Linked DNA regions of Danio rerio: region 1 is linked to region 2. The links are chromatin contacts, called in public HiCAR-type maps. All regions are on one chromosome and are shown on one strand. The core of a region is the stretch at or near the end of the contact, and the rest is flanking DNA. Distances in the headings are between cores, read along the strand shown.

The links. HiCAR-type assays count read pairs that join an accessible place to other places.
Region 1: a HiCAR-type map of caudal fin shows a contact between it and region 2, with 8 times the contacts expected there. The contact joins the promoter of si:dkey-45d16.4 here to the promoter of gga1 in region 2. A contact is called at or near these places in 2 of 4 datasets of contacts at active chromatin or transcription factors (caudal fin and embryo).

Annotation. Positions count from the first base shown.
Region 1 is chr6:20,791,443-20,798,070 of GRCz12tu, reverse strand. si:dkey-45d16.4 reads right to left here and starts at 2,203. Exons shown (of 6, transcript XM_073954051.1): 1 at 2,171-2,203; 2 at 1,357-1,606; 3 at 1-89. The coding sequence starts at 2,180.
Region 2 is chr6:20,578,630-20,584,838 of GRCz12tu, reverse strand. gga1 (golgi-associated, gamma adaptin ear containing, ARF binding protein 1) reads left to right here and starts at 1,296. Exons shown (of 17, transcript NM_001004000.2): 1 at 1,296-1,354; 2 at 3,904-3,988. The coding sequence starts at 1,312.

The DNA.
Region 1 (6,628 bases), core at 954-3,453, 210 kb before region 2:
CACTTGTCAGAAGGTTCTTCTCTGCCTCCAACTCTAGCACTTCATGCAACAGGTCTTCTTTTTGTGCATAGAGACGCTCCGTACCAAACCTGCATACCAACAAATCAGGCCCTATTAAAAGGTTAGTTTAGCCAGATATAAAAATTAATTTTATCAATTGACTCACCCAAACCTCTGAGACCTTCATTCATCTTCAAAAAACAAATGAGGATATTTTAGATGAAATCTGACAGCTCCCTCATCCTACTTAGACAGCAACGGTCTCGGCTCATTCAGTCCAAATAAATACAAAAGAAACATCCTCAAAACAGACCATATGCCTCCAGTGTATCAATTGGATTATCATGAAGCTATGAGAATTTTTTTCTTTACACATAAAACAAAAATAATGACTTTATTTAAAAAAAATTCTTCTAAGTGTAAGTACAGAGTGTGTATTTACAAGAGCACTATGCTTTTTATGCATGCTATACTGCTTATGTATACCTCATACGTGCCTATGCTTTGTTTTCAAACACAGAATGTTGTCTATGTGGATTTCTGGCATATACATCAACTGTTAAATAAAATAGTAATTTTGGCTTTATTCATTAATTTTCAATGCTTTCCAAGGCCGGGTCATTGGTACAGCAGGAGAAAACCCCAGACTTTCCTCTCCCCAGGCTCTTCCTCCAGCCAGCTCCTCCGGGGGGGTTCCCAAGGTGTTCCCAGTCCAGCCAAGAGACATAGTCCATCCACCGTGTCCTGGGTCTTCTCCAAGGCCCCCATGGATGGAACACCTCCCTAGGTAGGGGGTCGGGGTTTTGCTTTATGTGTGCACAAAAGTATTCTCATAGCTTGAGAATTCTCTGATTGAACCACTGAATGCATGTGGACTCTTTTAAGGATTTTCTTCTGCTATGAAGGATGTGGCTACTGTCAGATTTCATCTAAAATATCTTCATTTGTATTTAGAGGATGAACATAGGTCTCAGGGCTTTGTAACAACTTGACGATAAGCCATTTGGTAACAATTTAGTGAAAGGACCAATTTTCACACCTAAATAATGACTTATTACCTGCCTATTGTTAAAATATTGGCTGTTTGGTAGTACTTACAAAGTATGTGTGTTTATTTAATTTATTTGAGATATTTTTAAGAACCTTGAAATGAAATGTGACCCACAAATTTCACTAATAATAAACCTAAATCTTTTTTCTTAAAACATTTTATGCAGTATTTGAGCTATTGAGCTTTCTGTTATGTCCTTAAACCAGAACTATTTTTGTTCTTTTTTATTTATTATTTATTACACTTTACATTTCAGCAGAAAAAAAACTTATTGCAGCTTATAAAATAATGTGATCTCTTCTAACCTGCGCAGACTAGCAAAGTCCTGTTTTTTGTAATAATCAAGTAGCAGCATGGTCCTCTCTCTGCATCTGCGTCCATCCACTTCAAAGCTTTCATCCTGCAGTGTTGCAGTAATAATTTCACCCACCCTTGCCCAGATCCGGCCTGACTCTTTAGAAGTGAAAGGATTCTGTGCTATCACTTCACGGAGGAGCAGGATGTCATGACGTGCTGAAAATCGCACCTGTCGTTTACGAGGATTAGAAGATGGTCCTGCAAGAGAGAAACCTGCATATGAGCAGACAGATGTCAAAAACTTTGGGCACCTTTCAAACATTTTGAATGTGTTAACTTCCTTTAACATTATTAGGATTTTCAATTTGACATATGTACATGCTAATATACAGTAAATATAAAATTAAAATGTGTGTAAATTTGTATACATTTTTGTTTTGTTTCTGTCCATCATACTTTTAATTCATTCATTTATTTAATTGATGGATTTTTATTTTCTGAATAACCACCCCTATATTTGTCATAAGCTTAATCGTTTTTCTTTTGTGCTTCTATTGATTCTAATTTTTTAAATTATTATTTCATGGCGCTTTATTGATTACCCCCAACAACCCAGACGTCGATTAGCATTCCAATGCAATGCAAAACACGCGCTAAAGAAAATCTGTAGCAGCTTACAATGACTCTTTTTTCAAGAATGGTGATAGTGAGTTTAATTCTATTCAGTCGTTTTAAATATATTTATATTATAAAGTCAGATTGAGTAACACAATCGATAGATTCCATCCCATTTAAAGAGTGCGGCTTTTCGGCAAGTCTTACCGCGTTCCATGTCTTCTCGCCTTTATGTATGTCAGCTGATACGCACAAACTGCTGAGGTCACTGTACACGTCCGCTCACAAGTACAGGTTCTTTTCTGACGTGTACCTCAACTTCTCGAGAAGTCAGACATAACTGGAAGGAAATGGACTGCATGTGTATCTTTCAACCTCAAGAGGGCAGAAAAGGATTATAATAAGGGATTTTGGTTTCAAACGGGTTCAACGCTCTTAATAGCACATTTAAAACAGCTGCAAAGTAAAAGTTTCTTTTGAAGATTCCACCACTTTGCAGTAAATACTTTTCTAGTAGTTTAGATTATCCTCAATATGATAATATCACACCCCCCCTCCCCGTGTGAACCTTTTGTTGCAGTCAAAATCTTTAAAAACCCTTTCATGCGTCGCTGATAGACCAAAGTCAAAAGTGAAAAATGTATCTTGAATGAAGCTTCACATTCAAGACATAAAGGTAACAACACTTTAGTATAATATTCCATTATTTCATTATATATATATATATATATATATATATATATATATATATATATATATATATATATATATATATATATATATATATATATATATATATATTAAACATTAGGCTATGCATAATCTTGTACAGCATTTTAATCATAGTTTATTATTCATGTCACCACTGGCTTGCTTGGTTGGGACTTGTGGAACTGGATGGATTTGCTCTTCAGTGTTTGGACGTTCAGCAGTAAAATTTAAAACACACTGAACTGAACTTTAACTGAAAATTGGACTGACACAGTTTCAATTTACTAGAACTTCTGTGTTAAGCTGCTTTAACACAATCTACATTGTACAGCACTATAGGCTATAAATAAACATGAATTGAATTGAATAGTTCAACATTTACCAATACATTATTAAAATACAAAAATTGAGCTTGTTAACATTAGTTAATGCACTAAGCTGAACTAACATTGTGAAAATGTTTCATTAAATAAAAGCATGGCCTACCAGTCTTTTTCTCATTGAAGTAGTAATACATTTACATTTTACTGTACTTTAGTGGGTTAAACGTAATACTATTGTTTAGGGCTTTACTGTAAAATAAAGGGTGGCATGGTGGCAGTGGTTAGCACACACAGTGGTAGTCACCTCACAGCAAGAAGGTACCTGGTTCCAGTTGCAGCTGAACCAGTTGGCATTTCTGTGTGGAGTTTGCATGTTCTCCCCGTGTTCATGTGGGTTTCCTCTGGGTGCTTTGTTTTCCCCCACAGTCCAAAGACATGTGTTATGGGTGATTTAGATTAATTAAAATGACCATAGTGTGAATGTGAGAGTGTATGGATGTTCCCCAGTACTGGGTTGCGGCTGGAAGGGCATCTGCTGCGTAAAACATATGCTGGAAAAGTTGGCAGTAGAGATCTGCGTGGGACTAAATTTTGAATCCCGCTCCCGCCCGCACCAGCCAGGTTTTAGCCTGAACCCGACCGCTCCCGCTTATATTCAGCATTTGTTATCCCGCTGCCCGACCTGCTCTGTTTTCTACCCGCCGCGCCTGTTCCTGCAAACGGACGGGGGGGAAACAAAACTGAAAACCACCCAGCTGAGAACAGACAGCCTATAACACGCTGTCTGTATAAACACACATACACAAACACACGTACAAGCAAGTGACACACACAGACAGCATCACGCTCTCTTTCATTCACACACACACACACACAGAGAGAGAGAGAGAGAGAGAGAGAGCACAAAGCTCTCGCTCTCATTCGCATGCACACATAGACAGCAACAAACAAGCTAAACGCAGCATCATGCTGGCTCTTTCACACATATACATGCGCATGCTCGGGAGTGGGGAGCCGGTAGCAATATTGTTGAACCGCCCGCTACTGTCCAAAATTAAACCCGTTACCGACCGCTCCCAATGCTTTATTATATTATTATAATAAAAATATTCCTATGCCACAGAAATGTGGTCGGGTCCCGCGACTCCCGCGGTACAGCCACGGGAATGCAGACCTCTAGTTGGCAGTTCTTTCTGCCGTGGTGACCCTTGTTAAATGAGGCACTAAGACGAAGGAAAATTAATAAATTAATGTAAAATAAGGTAACCAAAACAAACAACTATGTTAACCTATATACAGCCCCTAAGAGTCTTTTATAAAACCCACCTGAGCCCCATCATAAACCTATGTAAGCAGTTTTAAATGAGTCCCTCGTGGATTTTCCAAGATCCAATGGTGTTCATCAAGGGCCATTAACCCACCTGGGCTAACACATGTGGGACCACTATGAAACCTGAAGACAAAATTATCAGCCCAAGTGAAACCCATCTGGGCTCCACATGTGTTGGCTGAGGCTGGAACACCTCACCCTGGATTCGATGAATCTGCATGATGAGTTCAGACACCTGAATAACTAGGGCTCGAAGGGTTGGTGGCCTGCTCATCCTGTCGGTCAGTGTGTGACATGCTGTGTTCAAACAATCTTAGAGTTTTGATGCACTCGCTGGATCCATAATCTGGTCAGTTTGTTCTGTCATACTGGAACAAAGATGTGGAGTCCAAATACGAGCGACAATTTATTTTAAATAAACAGCAAATGCTGTAAACAGTCAAACAAGAAACCCTTAGTCTGTAGAAGTAATTTATGAAAAAAAGTAATCCTTTTTCACTTTTATTTAATGATTACAATGCAAATCCAATTACATCCACTTTATTTGGTAAACAAAGCAAGTCTCTCATATATCTACTAAAAAACAGAAAATGTTACCTTACAAACTGTATTGTAAATAAATCAGATGAATATTTTCATATTAGTCAATATTATTACTGTAATGAATAAAAAAAAACTGAATGAATATAAATTTACACACATTTACAAAAGTAAATAAACACAATCAATATTGGGCAAAAAATCTGTGGAATTCTGAGCGTGCAGATTCTGTGTGGGCCTACTTATGGCCAAGAATTAGGTTTATTAAGTCTAAACTGCCTGACCTCATCCCTCTTTTCTGCTTTATACAAAAAAAAATCTATCTGGAGATATGCTATTCAAAATAAGATCATCATCATATTAGTTAAACTTTAATTTTGTTTATTTCCAAAACTCACTACGCATCTATACATTAAAGGCTGTTACCTCTGTCATAAAACGCAGCCCCTCTGAAATGTGCAACTATTAACTTAAATTGATAATTTTTTAATAACATCATTATGACACTAATGAGAGTGAACTCTTTTCTTACAAATGCGTCTAATTTATTGTTTTTGCTTTATCCATCAATATAATAATCATATTACCTTTTTTTATCAATTATGGCCTTTGGTTTTCATGTAGACTGAGAATCTAAATGAAAGTCCTTGAAAGGCAGGCCCATAAAGAATTCAGAGGCCCCTGAGCACAATGTCTTGGAGCCTCCCTAGCTGCCCGCACCCCTATAATTGAATTTAAAGATATGATTAATTCAATATTTTTTAAATGAAATGAATCGTTAATGCATTGTACGAATTAAAAAAAAAAAATTATATATAGTAAAAATTTAAGGCACACTTTAAAAAAATATATATATTGATACAACTAGTGAAAATTAATGGATTTTAATGTACATGTTCAAGTTCACAGAAGCAGTACTTAAATTTATATTTAAGGGTATTTTAATGTATAACTTCTACAAACTTATATGTATATTGGATAAAACACCAATCCAATCCAGTTCTAAGAATCTGAGACTACCATAATACAAACACTTATTAATGATTCCTACTTGTCTTCCTCGTGATGAAGAGTAGGCAAAATCTGATATGTAGTGGGGGAATGTGTTCATCAGATGCTGGATTCAAACTGGGTTCATAATCGATCATGTCAAAACATAATGCCATGTGCTTATCAAGCTATCCCACTCAAACTGCTATTTGTCGCTCTCATTAGTTATGTTGTCTCTGTCAATCAAACAGTGATGAGCAGGAATCATTCAACTAGCTTATTCCAACGAGGTGTGCTATTTGCACTTGGCCTAAATAATAAGGGTGCTTTTCTCAGCACAACACCTGTTGCAAAACACATGAGTGATGCGTGAGCAGCTCCTATTTTTTTTCGCATGCATGTTCTCAACCAGGATTCATACCGGGAGTGGCAACGTGAGCAGCACATCAGCGTCAAGCAGGGGCGGTGCAAAAGGCGCGCAGGTATGTTTTCTCCACACATGCGTCAAGTTTGTTTTTGATTATATTGCTTTTACCAGCGTTGCATCGGTTGCACATGACATGATTTTAAAACATTTTAAACTTGTAAAACTCATTCTTGAGGTAAAACTGATCACAGAGAACTGAACAGATGTTTTAGTCCCAATTGCTGTGTAAAAGGCCTGTCTTGTAGATTTGTTTATAAATGTTACTATGGAAATATGATAATATGCGACTGTCAATTAATTTGGTGGGCGGGGGAAACTGCACTCCTGCATCATGTTGCAGTGTG
Region 2 (6,209 bases), core at 47-2,546:
GCTTTGGTTTCCCCCACAGTCCAAAGACATGTGATACAGTTAAATCGGGTAGGCTAAATTGTCTTTAGTGTATGTGTGTAAATGAGTGTGTGTGGATGTTTCCCAGAGATGTGGTGACCCCAGATTAATAAAGGGACTAAGCCAAAAAGAAAATGAATGAATGAAGAGTGTAATGGAGGCCAGCTAGTAGGTGCTGTGCAGATAAACCTCACTCCTCTGACCTCTAAAGGTACTCTAGCGACAGATGCAAGAAGCCATGGTCTTTAGCCTCCTTATTAGAGCAACCCACTCCCAAGCGGAAGGTTGCCAGTTCGATCCCAGCTCGGGGTGGGTTGGGTGGTGTAGGACCGGCGGGGTCACATTGGTGCCATGACCCGGATGGGAGTGAATTTTAGGGGGGTGAATGTAATGGAGGCCAGCTAGTAGGTGCTGTGCAGGTAAACCTCACTCCTCTGATTTCTAAAGGTGCTCTAGCGACAGACAATAGAGTCCATGGTCTTTAGCCTTCTTGTTAGAGCAATCGACTCCCATGCGGAAGGTCGCCGGTTCGATCCCAACTCGGGCGGGTTGGGTGGTGTAGGACCGGCGGGGTTACAATAGCATTGTAATATATTAAATAATATTACACAGAGGCTTGTGTAACAATAAATGTTATTTCCACAGATGGCAGCGTGGTGATTGTTACATTTCTACAGTTTATTGTGAGAAAATAGAAGATTACTTTCAAACTTCAATGATTGCTTTCAACATTTCATGTATGCAAAATACTTTAAACTTGAAGGTAGTGCTTGTTCGAAAATTATGTAAAATAAATAGATATATAAACTAATCAAGCAATATAACCTTGAGTTTTCATCCATGTTCAGCTTGTAGTCAGATGTCACTATACATTTCCATATAAATCACCTGAACAATATTGTTCACATTTTAAAGAGACATTACGCTTTGTGATGGAAATGGCATGTACTGTGCAACAGGTTTGTTTTAAACAATATTTGAATGTAAAAACAACAACAACAACAAAAACAAGATTTTCTGTCTGCTTTCATAAATGAAAAGTGTTTCTGTCCAAAATTGACATGTAAGTTAACTCTTATTGCAAGAAATGTTAACAGACTCTCAGACACATTTAGACTTTAGTACTAGTCACACAACATGGCTAAGTTTTATATAACTTTAATTTAATATATAATTCATACATATAAACAGGTCTCCTGGTTCAATGTCACTGCATAAAAATGAAAAATGAAGTATGTAGTCAGTCATCACGTGTTTCATCGCGAGATCGTGGTCTTGTGATCTCGGGTGAAGATGGCGGCTCCGCCTGACGAGCAGAGCTTAGAGTCCCGCATCAGTAAGTCAAACACATCTAAAGTAGATTTTTAGTACTTTCTAGTGTGACAGTGGGAATATCAGTGAGATCCTTTAACCTAAGATGATGTCTCGGTTGAAGCACTTTGCTGAATGCGGATGCGGAGTGTCGTGGTGTTGTTGATAGGGAGTTATTAGCATGCTAACGCCGATATAGCGTTGACGTTAGTTGACTTTCTGAAACGGTTGTTTTTAGTCTAACATATTGTTGTGTATGTGTGCACGTGTGTTCGAAATAGGCAAAGGAGAGTTGTTGAAAGAGCTAACAATTACTTTGTAAGTCAAAAGGGAGTTGTCTATAAGAAAGCAGATATAGACGATTAATAAAACGTTAAATGTAAAGATATTTAAAGACAATATTTCTCTGCAAGTAAAGTCGTTATTCGCGTTATATTTTCACACTGCTACCTATCATGCTATGATTTTTATTTCATTAATTAGCTTCCAAAACACTAATATAATTGTCGGTATGTTGTTTTTCACTCTGCATACTAATAAAACGTGTTTAAAATACTCCAGCTCTCTTAATAACGGTATTGGACACAACATCAAGCATATTTACATAATAGATTTAACGTTACACTTATTATTTTATCCACTAAAAAGTTGCTGAATTCAGCAAGCATTAGATCATAATTAATTGTACAGTTTAGCTAATCACATTCAGATAATCCACTGTTCTAGAATACAAAGGCCACACAATACACATTCTAGTGAGAATCCAATTGTTTGATGAGCTAACTCTAATGCACTGCAATTCATGCTTTCCCTAATTTGTAAACTTGGAGCAGATTCAGGGGTATTCCAAAAAGCGGGCTATGTGATCTACCTGGGTAGATTATTGACAAATGTATATATTTTTTTCCGGCTTAGTCTCTTTTTAATCTGGGGTCGCCACAGTGGAATGAACTGCCAACTGATCCAGCATTTGTTTTACGCAGCGGATGCCCTTTCAGCTGCAACCCATCTCTGGGACACACCCACACACACTCATTTACACTCAAACACTATGGACAATTCAGCTTACCCAATTCACCTGCACCGCATGTCTTTGGACTGGGTTTAACCAGAGCACCCGGAGGAAATCCACGTGAACATGGGGAGAACATGCAAACTCCATACAGAAACAGCTGAGGCTCGAATCAGCGACCTTCTTGCTGTGAGGCGATAGCACTACCTACTGCGCCACCGCGTCACCCTCAGATTTATATTTATATATACTAGTTTAGATTTGTCCATCTGTTGGGTTTTGGAGACGTCTGCATCACCATATGATGCATAAAAACAGGTTGTGTGTTTGGATAAACTCAGTGTTTTGACTACACTTTCTTAATATTGTTCATTTATTCGTTTGCTGGATATTAAAATTTTGTGACAGAATGTGAAGTAACTTTTTGTGTTTTGAATTTGTGAACATGAACAAAGACAGCCATGCTGTTTTGAAAGTTTAATTGACATGCACAATGTAGAATATCTAATTTAATTCTTTTATTCATATATTATTGTTGAGCACAGATTATAAACCAAACTATATATGTAGGATTTGCAAGAAACTCAGATTAGTTTTTCATACTTTAGCTTTTGTGATTGTATTTGGATGCATTTAAATGTGACAAGTTGTGGCATGTTGCAAAATATTTGCGTCTTGTTTTATTGATGATGTCATCAGCCTCTTGTCGACTCAACATTAATAACATCAGAGCCAACTTCCAAAAGTCTGAAGTCGTTCAGCCCCTAGCTTCAAGTTGTGCATCTTTCGATATGGCGCTGTGCGCAGAGTTAAAAAAATAATGTGTACGCTGCAAACTTAAAATTATGTCTCACGCACTCAAAGCAAATATCTGCCAACACAGTGGTGTCACATTCGCCACATGCACCCAAGTGAACTAGCCAACACGTCAAGTATAAACCAGCCTTTAGAAGCATTTATTGTCAAATTCTCTCATGCCTTGGAGGACTAGGGTGCAGAAAGAGTGCAACAGATGCACGAGACAGACTGAATGTGAGGCAGAGATTGTCCGTGAAAGAAGAGATTCGCATGTATTTTACAATGTTATGTTTTGCTTGTAGTTTTGTGTATTTGAATGTCTGAAACCTAAAATAAACTTTATTTGATTGAAAACTCTCATTAATTGTGATTTAAGACAGGCACTCCGCTCCTCTTTCTATCTTCAGCACGAGCCAGCAGATTTGAGTTTGAGCAGCTAATGACGTGCGCTCTAATGTCATAACACTGGTGTGATTGTACACATGAAAGAGTTGGTCAAGTTTACAGTAATATCACTACAATATTTAGTCAGGTACTGAGGAGTATTCAGGACTATTTGTTTATACAGTGAGTCTCGTAATTCTGTATATTTATCACAGTGGAGCAGGAAGTGTTCTTCAGTCTCCACTGCTCCTGATCTGCAGCCAACCAAACCGCGCCCGGGCATTGTGTTTTTTTTCCTTTTGTTTAAATATCGTTGCACCCCAAGGTTTTAGGTCCGATTTTTCTGATGCTTTTGTTTTACCGTTCTCTGTTACCTCTAGACAAAGCAACCAACCCTTTAAATCGAGAAACTGACTGGGAAAGTATTCAGCTCTTCTGTGACCAACTCAGCAATGAACCTGAAGGGTAAGTCTGTATTCCAGTCTTTTTTAACAATTTAACTGGGCATGAAATAGAAAATTCACAAAACTAGCATCTCTAACTATAAGGCAAAGAGTTTTGCTGAGATCTATTTCCACAATTTGTATTTGTAGATTGTTCATAGATTGTTACAAATGCATATTTATTTCAACAAATGAAAAAAAAGTGAATATGTTGCAGGGCTCGAAATTGCGACCATTTTGGTCGCATATAATGCTGATTTGTGTACAGTCATTACTAGGGAAACCGTAATATTTCAGCGCTCCTAAAGCGCCCCCTTGTGACAGAATGAATTTTTATTTCCAATAAATTTTTTCAGCTGTTTATGGTCAAATTATTGCAATTATCGATCCATGTGTAAATGTGAAAGAAGTTAATGTGCCTTTTAAAAATCTAAACAATTAAGTAAAACTAATATAAGAAATTATATACTTGATTTATCCCTTTTAATGTTATAAAGGTTGAAATACCATTGTATTAGATATTTTGTGTCTGTATACGTCTGCAAGATGTCTGTTAAAGATCTCTTGATCTGGAAAGCACCTGCTGTATACAGTGCTGAAGACGTCTGTATGATGTCAGTTTTACACACATTCTGAATCGCAAACATCTTAAAGATGTCTAATAGAAGGCTATTTCACATCTGATAGGAAACGTCTTGTAGATGTCTTGCAGATGTGAATGCAGACGTCAAATAGACATCTCCGAGATGTACGTGTGCTAATCAAAATCGGCCATTAAGAATCAAGATCGGCGCATAACTAAAAAGAAAATGGGTGCTCCTAAATTTTTTGGGATGCTCCTAACTTATTATTTTTGGGAGCACCAGTGCTACCAAGTAAAAAAGTTAATTTCGAGCCCTGTGTTGGGATTGGTAGGAGAATATTCTGTAATGTAATTGTAATGTTTTTATATAGCACATTTTATCGTGTATGGCCATACACCCAAAGCGCTTCACAATCATGAGGGGGGGGTCTCTCCACACCACCACCAGTGTGTGGCATCCACTTGGATGATGCGACGGCAGCCACAGGACAATGGTGCCAGTGCGTTCACCACACACCAGATATTGGTGGAGTAGAGAGACAGTGATAGAGCCAATTGAGTGGATGGGGATGATTGGGAGGCCATGATCCTAAGTGCCGATTGAGGGACTTTGGCCAGGACTCTGGGGTTACACCCCTACTCTTTACGAGAAGTACCATGGGATTTTTAATGACCCATGAGAATCAGAACCTCGGTTTATTGTCTCATTTGAAAGACGTCGCACACTGAAAGTATAGGGTCCCCTTCACTTTTACTGGGGCATTAGGACTCACACAAATCACTGGTTGAGCGCCCCGTCCTAGCCTCCCTATCACCACTTCCAACAACAACCTAGTTTTCCCATGTGGTCTCCCAGCCAGGTACTGACCAGGCTCAGCCCTGCTTAGCTTCAGTGAGTAACTGGTCTTGGGCTGCAGAGTGATATCTGCTTTATAATTTTTTTCCTGCAAAACAAAATTTAAAATGATCAACAACAAAGTTTAAATCCATCTGGCCAGCGCATTTTAACAGCTAGTCCCACTATTAAAGGTTTAAGAAAACCTTGAGTATTTTTTGAGATTTTAACAGATTTGTATGTGTTGAGCATCAGTTAAGACAATGTTAGCTTTAATTGTGAGGAAAACTAGATAATTTAGAGCTTTTGTCAGCTAATTTCATCTAAATTTAAAATGATTTTTGAGGCAGGATCAAAATCGGTGAAAATTCGTCAGTTTCTCAATATTATTTATAGTGGAGTTTTCTTATCCTATGAGAAGAGCCTGCTTCTTTATTATTCATGACTGCGCGTGCTTTCTGAAGGCAAGACAGACCTGCCAGTGCCAAGCTGCTGTGTTCGCCTAAATCCTCCAGATTACCAGCATGGCTAATGGTTGAAATTGACAGGGCAAGAGACCTGCTGCACTTCAGATTCGGGAATTGAGGGAGTCCTCATTTACAGTGTTTGTATAAACACAATTATTTTTATAATGATATAAATTGTGGTTGTGTGTATATGAAATTACGAGTAATGTTGCAGGGCATTACTGTTCATTTCTTTGCATTTTAACTTTGAAAACTATAAAAAATCATGCATCTCCTCACGGTTTGTGTCTCATTTTGTGAGCCAACTGACAACAGTTGTTTGCTCCCCTCCTCCTCTTCTGCAGTGCTGGCCACGCCC